3 separate regions of the Mus musculus genome follow, and all the other regions are linked to region 2. A link is a contact called in public promoter capture Hi-C data. All regions are on one chromosome and are shown on one strand. Each heading gives the region's core, a stretch centred on a gene start, on an enhancer-like site or on the middle of the called end of the contact. The rest is flanking DNA. Distances are from core to core; before and after follow the strand shown.

Region 1 (3,289 bases), core at 552-3,051, 1.2 Mb before region 2:
CCAAGACCCTATAGATAATGTCACTGGGGAAGAGCCTAAGGAGATGAGCCTGAAACATAACACATATGTAAAAATCATTTTTCAATCATACTTTCCTGCATTTGATCAGCTTCTATACCACAAGCCAGCCAATGTTGCCTCTCTTTTTAATCTGTGCCTCAATCCCAACCCCAGCCCCAACCCCATCCCTGCCCCTAGGACTAGAGACAGCTTTACTACAGGGTCTTAAAAACTCAGTCGAAACTGGGCAGTGGTGGCACACGCCTTTAATCCCAGCACTTAGGAGGCAGAGGCAGATATATTTCTGAGTTTTGAGGCCAGCCTGGTCTACAGAGAGAGTCAGGGCTACACAGAAAACCCCTAAAAACAAAACAAAACAACAACAACAAAAAAACTCAGTCGGGTTGTGATGTTCAAAAGCAGATTTTTGTACTAAATTAATCGACACAAACACCCCCTCATATTTCGCCTATGCTACCTCCTAATCTGCTATAGTTCACTTTTAGGTTTTAGAAGTGGCATTAAAAGCTTACATTTCTGGTCAAAGGAAATTGGCAAGGAAAACTATTATTTTCCTCAAAACCAGAAAATATTAATAGCTATTAAAATGCATTACATGTGTTTATTTCTACAGTGGTGTACGGGTGCATAAGTCAGAGGACAGCTTGCTGGAGACTCTCCCCTTCCACTTCGCGGGTCCTGGGGATACAACCCAGGTTGCCAGGCGTGCTGGCATGTACCTTCACGGCCTGAGCTCTTTCACCGGCCCTAAATGGCCAGGTTTAAATGCAGGCATATTGTAGAACATACTTTGCTACGCTACACTTATTAAAGATACGCAAATGTTATATGCAGCTGTAGATATATAGTTACATATATTGCTGTGAAATGCTTCTTACCTGTCATAAATCAGTTCAATTTTTTTTCGCTATCCAATGACTTAGTCTAACGGCCTGCTTAATCACTTCTTAATAGGTTTAAGTGGCCTACACTGAACTGCCCTTATACGAATAATGAATGATGATCTAATGAAGAAGGTTAGATTACTGGATGAATTTGTAAACTGTCAAAATCAGAACGTCATCTTTCTCATCAGATCCTCCACGTCTAATTCCCCAAATTACTCACTGTAGTAAAAGCGTGCCCATCTACTGGTTTTCAAATAGGCATCTGCAGGTCTACATACCTGACCGAGGAAGCAAGCTAGCACATTAAACCTTGACCAAATTAGAAAAAAAAAAAAAAAAAAAAAAAAAAAAAAAAAAAAAAAAGAAGAAGATGAATAGCGATGAGCAAAAACCTTTTGAGGAGACGCGCAATTCACTGATATTTTCCCGGACTCTCCGCGCACCTCCGGGCGGCTCGGGGCGACGGTTTTGTGGGATCCGTCTGGCAGCCACCCGTTTCTCTAGGACGCGGGCGGGTGGCGAGGACCCGTGGCTCCCACTGCTCCCCCACCCGGGACCCGCTCGCCCTGCTCTCACAGCAGTGTCAGCGTCCACAGCTCCGCGGCCCCCCGCTGTCCCGCCGAGGGACCGGGGCGCGGGCAGGCGAAGGGCGGCTGCAAGGACGACGCGGGACGCGGGCGCATCGCAAGTTGCTCGGCCGCTCCGTGCCCAACTTTCCCGCGCGATCGCGCGCTCTGGCTCCTTACCTTGCGCGTCCCGGGGCCCGGGGGCGGCGGCGCGCGCAAAGTTTGCGACGGCGGCGGCGGCGGCGAGCGGCGGTGGCTGGACGGGCTCGCGGCGGGTCCCCAGGCAGCGCGGCCCCGGCCCGCTCCCCGTTCGCGGAGGCTTTGACTAAAATAGGCATCCCGGCGGCCGGCTGGGGCGCACGGCGCACGCGCCGCCCGAGGTCGCCCCCGCGGGCGGAGCCCCGCTCCCCGCAGACCCGCTGCCTGGCCCACCGCGTGCGCGCGCCCGCTCCCGCGCTTCCTTGTTTGGGCATGAGTGGGGACACGCGCGGACGCGGGTCGCCCCCCGCTGGAAAGGGCAGGGGAGTGAGGACAGACCCCTCGGAGAGTTGCCCGAGGCTCGGAGGGCGCTGTTGCTCCGAGACACCTGATAGCCCAGCCAGATCCCACCTACAAGCTAGCAGGCTGGATTTCAAAGGAGCGAGGTTAAATGCTTACATTTAGGACCAGAAATTGAGAAAAAATAGGATATGGACATATTCTTCAATCAGTATTTATACTGGACATGGTATACCGGACCAGATAAGAAATGCAAGAAAGTTCACAGTAATGAAAAATCGGTGGGATGAAGTTTATAGGACAAATAGAAAGGTTAAATGGACATCCGATAACCACCAAGTGTCCTCTGTGTGACAGAGAACGCAGTCCTGTGGGATCAAAGATCAAAACAGAACCCCCGCTATGTCAGGATGCGTATAGAGTACCCCCGAGGTGCACATTGGTCCAATCTGCCTAGTAGAGAGCACGCCTGCTATTCCAGAGCCAAGTAGTATAGACCAAGTTGCAATCTGTCTGCTCCAGTTGGCTCTGGGGCATTCCCCACAGGCCCCTGTGTTGATGGCTTGGCTTGGTCCCAGCATTATTGAACCTTTAAAATCTTTAAAGAGGAGTTGGCTCAGTAGTAAAGTGCTTACCAGCGAGAAGCCTGAGTTTTCAGTTCCACAACGCAGGATGCAACAGCCTAAAACCTGTTATCCCAGTGTATCCATGGGGACAGGGGAGAGTCCCTGGGAACTTCAGTGGCAGGGCAGGAAAAGTAAGTCTCAAAGAAGGTGGATGGCAGGAGATCACAGTGGCGGTTTTCCTCTTTCCTCCACCTCAAGAGAGCCTGCTCTCAAATCTCTCCCTCCCCCCATCTCACCTTCATGCCCATGCTCTCCCCACGCGCTCTCCTCTTTCCCCCTCTTCCTCTCTTCATGAGTGTATGTCCCAGGGCATGCAGAGGGACCATCAGTCTTGTCTTGTGAGTCTCGCATTAACCTGAAAGTTCCCGGTTAAGCTAGTCTAGCGGACCAGGGAGCCTCAAGGAACCTGCCTGTCACACCCTCACCAGTTTGGGATTACAAACTGAACCTCCACATCCGACTTTTTAACATGGATTTGGGGGATCAAACTTCTGTCTTCATTCTTGTGCAGCAAGGACTTTACTAACTGAACCATGTCTCCAGCCCCTTAGGGTTGTGTTGAGAGCTGAATTTCATCACACCCGCAAAGGTTTTAGAATGGTGTTAATGCAGATTCTGGGTGTTTTATCGCTAACTATTCAGTCTGTTAATTTCTAGATGTTCTGTCTGCCATTTTGGCTCCCACAATTAA
Region 2 (3,347 bases), core at 101-2,600:
TTTACTTATAATAACTCCAACATGAAAACAATCTATATGTCCACCCACAGTTGACTATGGGATAGTCATACCATGCAATAGGAGTACACATTTTTTAATGGCCAGAAGCAAGAATATAAATAATTTTCACACACTAATACCGAGTGGAGGTATTTTCTTTCCTTTTGTTGTTGTTTTGTTTCATTTTTGTTATGTTTTTTGGTTTGTTTTGGTTTTGGTTTATTGAGACAAGGTTTCTCTGTGTAGCTCTGGCTGTCCAGGAACTCACTCTGTAGACCACCAGGGTGGCCTGAAACTTACAGAGATCTGTCTGCCTCTGCCTCTCAAGTGCTGGAATAACAGGCATGTGTTCCTGGGCCCACCATGATTTGTATGCTTTAACCACAATGTAGTCTATATCTTGTAACAAACGTAAAGAAAATAATGGAATAATAATGCATGTTCTCTGGATGAGTAAGTGAAGGATTGAAATCATGAGCTGCATCTGCAAAGAAGCGAAGAAGAAGGCTTTGCAGCGTGGTGGCATTCCGTTTTAGAGCAGTGGTCTTAAGCCTCTTCGTATGTTAATGATGTCCAAAGGATTGTTACTGAACTTCCTTCGCTTAATACCACTGCCTTTGCATATTAGTGCTGCTTAAGTAAAGAAAGTTACTAGCAGTAAAAGATGTGACGCATACCTTATGGGTCTGACGTTCAATTCACTGTGAGGCGTATATTGAGCCCTTTCAGAACTGCAAAGCTTCGCTAATGTCCTTCTCCGTGTGGTTTTTAATCCCTTGATGCTTTACGGGATGCGAATCCAAACTAATTCTTCAGACTCTTGAGGAGAGTGGAGAAGTTGGCACTCCCGTGCTTACAAACAGCATCACAAACCGCCCAGCACGTGATTGCCCAAACCACCCAGAGTGAAGGAGTCCTAATTGCTGGGCGGCCTGGACAGGGGACGTGCCTCTCCCATCCTTCTCCAGATGGGGTTGGCTAAGCAGCCACTCACCCAGCCAGCCGGATTGCCAAGAGCTGCCAAGGAACTCCAGTGGGTGACCCACTGCAGCTGCACCCCTGCTATTACAGAAACCGGACCAGGCTCCGGTTGGGGGGGGGCAGTTCCCGACATGTCCGGTAGGGGGCGGCGCTGCGCCGCATCCGGGGGCGAGGGGCGGGATTGTGGTACCCGAGGCTCCCGAGACCTCTGCACCTGGCCGCGCGGGGGCACTGTGGAGCGACCCAGCCAGCTCCCGCCTCCCAGCCTTGCTTAGTCGCTGTCCTTTAACCCTCCACTGTCCCTCGCAGGGGCAAGGGGGCGGGGTCCGGCGCCGAGCGTGATAGGGCAGGCAAGCGAGCGCCCAGGTGAGTTCTTCCAGCACCGCTGGGCCCCGGGGAGGACTGAGTCTGAGCCCGCAGAAGAGGCACAAGAGGAGATGCCGTTGTCGCCACCATCGCAGGGCGACCCCAGGGAGGCCAGCCCGTCCAAGGCCCCCAAGAAACACCCCACCTTCCATATCTGGCGCTCCAAGAAGAAGCAGTCTCCATCGTCCAGCTGTGGGGTGTTTATCCCTCACCCGCCCGGGGCTTTCGGGGAGACCAGGTAAGCGCTGAGTGTTCCGATCCCCTCCTGCTCCGTGGCTCAGCCGGTTTTGCAAAGTTCGTCCCGCCCCGAAACTATACCACAGGGTCCAGGACCCTCAGCCTGTACTCTAGAGTCTCATTCATGGGACCTTAGTTTTGACTTTCTTAAGTCTGCACCTGCAGCTGAGAAAAGCAGGGCAGCCAAGGGTTGGAATCAAAAATGAATGCCTTTAGGAATGCCTTGGAGCTCTGGAAATACTCTAATTTTAGCGCCTTAATCGTAAAGTACCTCATGTTCATGGATATTAGTCTCCACTATTCTCACAGATCCAGAGGAGGAGGAAGTAGAGGGGCTAGCTGACTCTATTAAATGGATAGAGAAAAGGTGGCCTTGGGGTAAATGTCCCCCAGAGACTCAGTGAGTAGCCAAACCAGGGAGTACCTCGTTCTTAAAATATAAGGATTGCGACTGTACCTTAGTGACAGGGTGCTGGCCCAGCTTGTGACAGTCCCAAGGTTCACGTCTCAACACCAAAAGGAAAAAAACTTGGCTCCTGTTTTAAATTATACATAGATTGTGTGTGTGTGTGTGTGTGTGTGTGTGTTGGTTTTATTGTGCATGTGTAACTTTCAGTTATCCTATCAGAATTGATGGTTAGTTTCCTGTCTATCAAAATGTAATAACACACGACTCTTGGTATTTTATTCAAGAGAAAACAAACTGATACCAAAGTGACAAGTAGATTTTCCTTCTCGAACCTTTCTGTGTTTTAGGCCATCAGGAAACACTTCATTCTGTCCTTCAGAACTCCGAGGAACTCTGTGTTAACAAAAGCTCTGGAAACAAATGTACTTGCCAGCCCTTGGGATATTTTTCTAGTCTGGGCATCTTTACAAGCATTTCACTCCACCTGGGAGGAAGTTCTAGAAGTTCAAAGCAGACGGCCAGATGATCAGTGCAGCTTCCACTGCGCCCAGGTCCTAGCACAGACTTTATTGTTGTTGTTTTCATTATCACTTAGAGTCCCAGGTTTAGCCCAGACCCAACGGAACCTTCACCCTCATTCCACAGCCTTCCGGGCACTGGGAATTCAGGCTGTGTTGCCATCACAGCTTCCTTCCCCATCCCTCATCATCTCTAGAACATTCTTAATACCGAATATGCTATAAGTGCTGTATACGTGGTGGTGAAATATCTTACTTAGGAAATAATGTCAAGGAAAAATAGTTGTATAGACAATACAGATACAGTATTTTTCACTAGTATTTTCTCTCTATTTTTAAATTTAGTATTTACTTTTAATGGTGTGTGTGTGTGTCTGTCTGTGTGTGTGTGTGTGTGTGTGCACGTGCGCATTGCACAGACACCCTAGGACATCAGGTCCTTTGGAACTGCTGTTACAGGCTGTTCTAAGCTGCCAGATTCAGAGGTTCAGCATAAAGAATGTGGGTTCTCTACATCCTTTACCACTGAGCAATCTCTTCCCTCTCTGGTATTTTCAATGTTTGCTTGAGATGTGGAAGTTGATGGTATGAGAAAACAAAATAAAACCTCTCTACTGCCCACCCCCCTATCAGGGTTTGGTATCGTCCACAGTTTCAGGTGTCCAGTGGGCTGTCTTGAAATTATCTTCCCTCGTCTCAGGATAAAGGAGACTACTATGTTACTTGTCTCAAACATGAGTTTAAAACTCGTATAAAAGCAAAGCTATAGAGGGAGAAATGGGAAGTAGGGTAGGATGGGGAAGTGCCTCTTTTGCTAGAAGAGCTGACCATTGCTA
Region 3 (3,771 bases), core at 866-3,365, 1.1 Mb before region 2:
GCAGGAGATTTAACCCATCTCCTGGCTGGAGGAGGACTCCCTGGGCTGGAGGAGGACTCCCTGGGCTGGAGGAGGCCTCCCCATGGTTATACTGTAGGTGATTTAACCCATCTCCTGGCTGGAGGAGGACTCCCTGGGCTGGAGGAGGACTCTCCATGGTTGTACTCCAGGTGATTTAATCCATCAAGTTCTAGTTATTTATTTTAGTTAATACCAATAATAATTTTTCCATTAACATATTTTACCCAATTTCTATACTTAGATAAAGGAGGATTTTTCCCTCTTTCCTTTAAAAAATGTAATTAGTAATTTAATATGTTCCTCTTTTCCACAGGTAAATTCAATCAAACTCTGTATCACTCATAACCCTAGCTGAACAGTATAATTACAAAAAAAAAAAAAAAAACCCTCAACAGGTTTGCATATCCATCATAGACATTTTCCAAAGCAGTTTTGAAATCTGCTTTGTTACACATCATAGCGAATGCTTCCAGATTCTCCTGGTCAGAAAGAGCAGACAGAGGGGCTGTAGCTGTCCACGTGAGCCTTGAAGATTGTACTCTGGGATCTTGGCTTCCTGTGACATCAACAGCATAGAACGAACGAAAGCATTCTCAAGCACAGGCTACACAATGATTCAGCTATTTTGAAAAACTAATTGGATTAATAAGCTTAACTATTGAATGCCTCCTGTTTAACCATAAAGTTTTGACAACAGAGAATGCTTTAGATTTCAGTTTGGCTTAGTATCTCAAACTATTGAAGACCACACACAGATTTTCCAGGACAGAAGAACCTCGGGTTATTTGGAAACTGGAACCAATTAATCCCTTTATTTTTGCAAATGGGGAAACTGAGGTCCATTTTTTTTGTTTGTGTCTATAGCTCTGTTGCTGTTGTTTTCTACCATGAAGGACAACACCTAATTACTGTACTAGCTTAGAATAAATATTTCGTGCAATAGATTTTAGAATTAAAAAATGAGCAGGGAAACAAAATAGTCACAAAAGGCAACAACAACAGGCACCAATAATACTTTTTCCAAGGCTGTCACTAAGTTTAATTGCACTTTTGCAAGCGTGCAAATTGAAACAGAAACATCAGGAGGGTGGGTAATTTTGTTATTTTTGATTCAATTTTCTTTTAAAAGTGGGATTCTAAACCTACTTTCCATTAATTTATTAAATGTTTATCCTTTTAGTATTTTTTTCTTTTTCTTTTTTTCTTTTTCACTTTCCCCAGATGTTACCTGGCTGAAATTTCTCCCCCTCGATCTTTGTACTGCATTTTGACACTGTCTTTGATCCTTTCCTACAATACAGACTCTCAAAACTAAACCGCTAAAACCAATCTTGATGATGAGATGACATGTGGGGTGTATAAATGTCGTTCTTTCTCTGGCAAGGGGATCTCCAAGTACAGAAAGCAGGTCAGAGTCTAGCTGCCCTTTGACCCCAGCACCTACCACACGCCCTAACTGCACAGACCCCAGTTGGGGTCTTAGTCTTGGAAAGGAAAGTGTTACAGGGCATGACTCGCCCATGGTGAAACGCACACCTGCCAGGGCCCCAGGATCTGCTTTTCCTCTCGAAATATTTTCCTTGGGGCACCAGGTGCCTAGGGCGCCGCGAAGGTTCTGGAGCACTGGTCTGGCAGCTTCGTTGGGGGGAGGACCGCTCGCTCTCCCGCGATCCCTAGGGGAGCTGCAAGCCACGCGGCGCGCACCGGGCTCCAGGGCGCGCACAGAGGGGACGCGCAACGGGGGTCTGAGCCTTTCCCCGTTCCCGGTCCGGGCAGCCCTGCGAAGTTGCTGGGCTGCCACTCCCGCGCGGCTCTCAGCTTACCTTCCCGGCCTTCACGACGCTCCCGATGGAGCCCGTAGAACTTTCCAGCCGAGTGAGCAGTGGCAGGCGGCTCTGGTGACTCGAAAACCCACGGTCCGAACCGCTCTCGCCCCGCTGCCCGCCCGCACCCGCCGGGATCCCGGACGCGTCCTCCCGCGCCCGCTCAAGCAGGGCGCAGCCGATCAGAGCCGCTCCCAGCGGCGGGGACGGGCTCGGGCGCGCGCTCCGAGGCAGGCGGGCAGCCAGCGGGTGCCAGCAGGGTGCGGAACTCGCGAGGCTCTAAGTTGGTAAAGACTCATGGTAACCAGTCTTCGGCCCAGACCCTGGGCTACCCTTGGTGGAGAGTGATGGAGGTGAGCACCAGCACGGGAAGCAACTATCTGCCTTCTCACCCGGCCACAGACAAGAAAAATCACCAGAGAGGTGTGGGATATATATGTGTACTGGGCAGAAAAGGGGCAGTGTTTATTTGTGAGTAAATAGGTTGGTTAAAGGGGGAAAAAAAAGATAAAGGACATAGATCATAAAAGACAAAACACAAATGCCACATAAGTTCAAATAATAGGAAAAAGGGGGGGAGGGGCAATTTAAAGCAAGTGTCACATGCATTTTTGCCTCTATGAGGTTTTTATTTTCTTCAGTAGACCAAACTACGTGGTAACTGTGAATAAATACGGGCATGACCTTTCCAAGTCGTGTTTGAGGAGGTTTTTACTGTAGATACTAGCGGGAGTATAGCCCGAGGCATCTGAAAGAGTCTAGAACAGGGAGAGTTTGTAGAACACTGAATATGAGCCACAGACTGAACCAGGCCATGCGAAGGTGGCACATGGGGTGGGGGTGAGGAAGAGAAGAAGAGAAGACAGAGAAGACGTAGATAAAGATCGCGGAGAGCTAAAAGCCAAGAGAAGGAACGACCAAAATGTCAGGATCCTGTAGGAACACGCAGCTGGGCGAAGGAAAGCAGGGGTAAAGAAGTTTAGGGTGGAGGGTGGGGTGAGAAGAGCTGAGACTAGCCAGGATGCTAGCAGGTACTTGCAAGGTGGAGACAGTGCTTTGATATGCTAATAGCACCGCAGTTAACTCTGAGTTTCCTTTGGACCTGACCAAAGGAGGAAAAATGAGACACACAACTTAAAGATTTCAGTGCCATCCTTTTTGCTGATTTTCATTTTATATAACCATTCTGGTAGAGATGACTCCAAGAAGGACATTTTTTTTTCTCGTGTTTTTTATTTGTTTTATTAGGTAATTTATTTTATTAGTTAGTTAATTTGTTTATTTGTTTGTTTGTTTGATTGATTTAGTAGTTACTTTGTTTGTTTGTTTGTTTGCTTGCTTTCTTGTTTTGAGACTGGGTCCCTCCACACAGCCCTGGCTGTTCTGAAACTCACTATATGGTTTAGACTGGCCACAAACTCAAAGGGATCCACCTGCCTCTGCCTCTCTGCCTCTGCCTCTCTGCCTCTGCCTCTGCCTCTGCCTCTGCCTCTGCCTCTGCCTCTGCCTCTGCCTCTGCCTCTGCCTCTGCCTCTGCCTCTGCCTCTGCCTCTGCCTCTGCCTCTGCCTCTGCCTCTGCCTCTGCCTCTGCCTCTGCCTCTGCCTCTGCCTCTGCCTCTGCCTCTGCCTCTGCCTCTGCCTCTGCCTCTGCCTCTGCCTCTGCCTCTGCCTCCCCAGTGCTGGGATTCAAGGAGTGTACATCACACTCAGCTCATTTTTCTAGTTTTAAAAACATGTATTATCACTGTTTATGTGTCTGCTGTGCAGAGGGGACTGGAGGACAGAGGACAACTTTGTGTAAGAGGTTCCTCTTATTCCACCTTTTCATGGGTTCTGCGGATCCAACGTGGATCATCAAGCTTGGCCATCTGGGCCAATCTGGGCCATCTTTTTGGTCCCCATGACAAACATTATTTATTGAGTAATC

The links. Promoter capture Hi-C pulls out the DNA fragments that hold promoters and counts their contacts.
Region 1: a promoter capture Hi-C map of hippocampal neurons shows a contact between it and region 2, with 5 times the contacts expected there. The contact joins the promoter of Bves here to the promoter of Crybg1 in region 2. A contact is called at or near these places in 2 of 39 promoter capture datasets (hippocampal neurons and pre-B cells) and 1 of 9 other capture datasets (liver).
Region 3: a promoter capture Hi-C map of hippocampal neurons shows a contact between it and region 2, with 4 times the contacts expected there. The contact joins the promoter of Popdc3 here to the promoter of Crybg1 in region 2. A contact is called at or near these places in 4 of 39 promoter capture datasets (hippocampal neurons, liver, pre-B cells and 1 more), 1 of 484 Hi-C or Micro-C datasets (embryonic stem cells), 1 of 115 datasets of contacts at active chromatin or transcription factors (embryonic stem cells) and 2 of 9 other capture datasets (adipose tissue and liver).

What each region holds. Positions count from the first base shown.
Region 1 is chr10:45,334,247-45,337,535 of GRCm38.p6, reverse strand. Bves (blood vessel epicardial substance) reads right to left here and starts at 1,801. Exons shown (of 8, transcript NM_024285.3): 1 at 1,655-1,801.
Region 2 is chr10:44,146,831-44,150,177 of GRCm38.p6, reverse strand. It overlaps Crybg1 (crystallin beta-gamma domain containing 1), which reads left to right and starts at 1,350. Exons shown (of 22, transcript NM_001368305.1): 1 at 1,350-1,585. The coding sequence starts at 1,419.
Region 3 is chr10:45,287,649-45,291,419 of GRCm38.p6, reverse strand. Popdc3 (popeye domain containing 3) reads right to left here and starts at 2,115. Exons shown (of 4, transcript NM_024286.1): 1 at 1,845-2,115. It overlaps Gm15934 (predicted gene 15934), which reads left to right and starts at 2,004. Exons shown (of 2, transcript NR_155869.1): 1 at 2,004-2,197.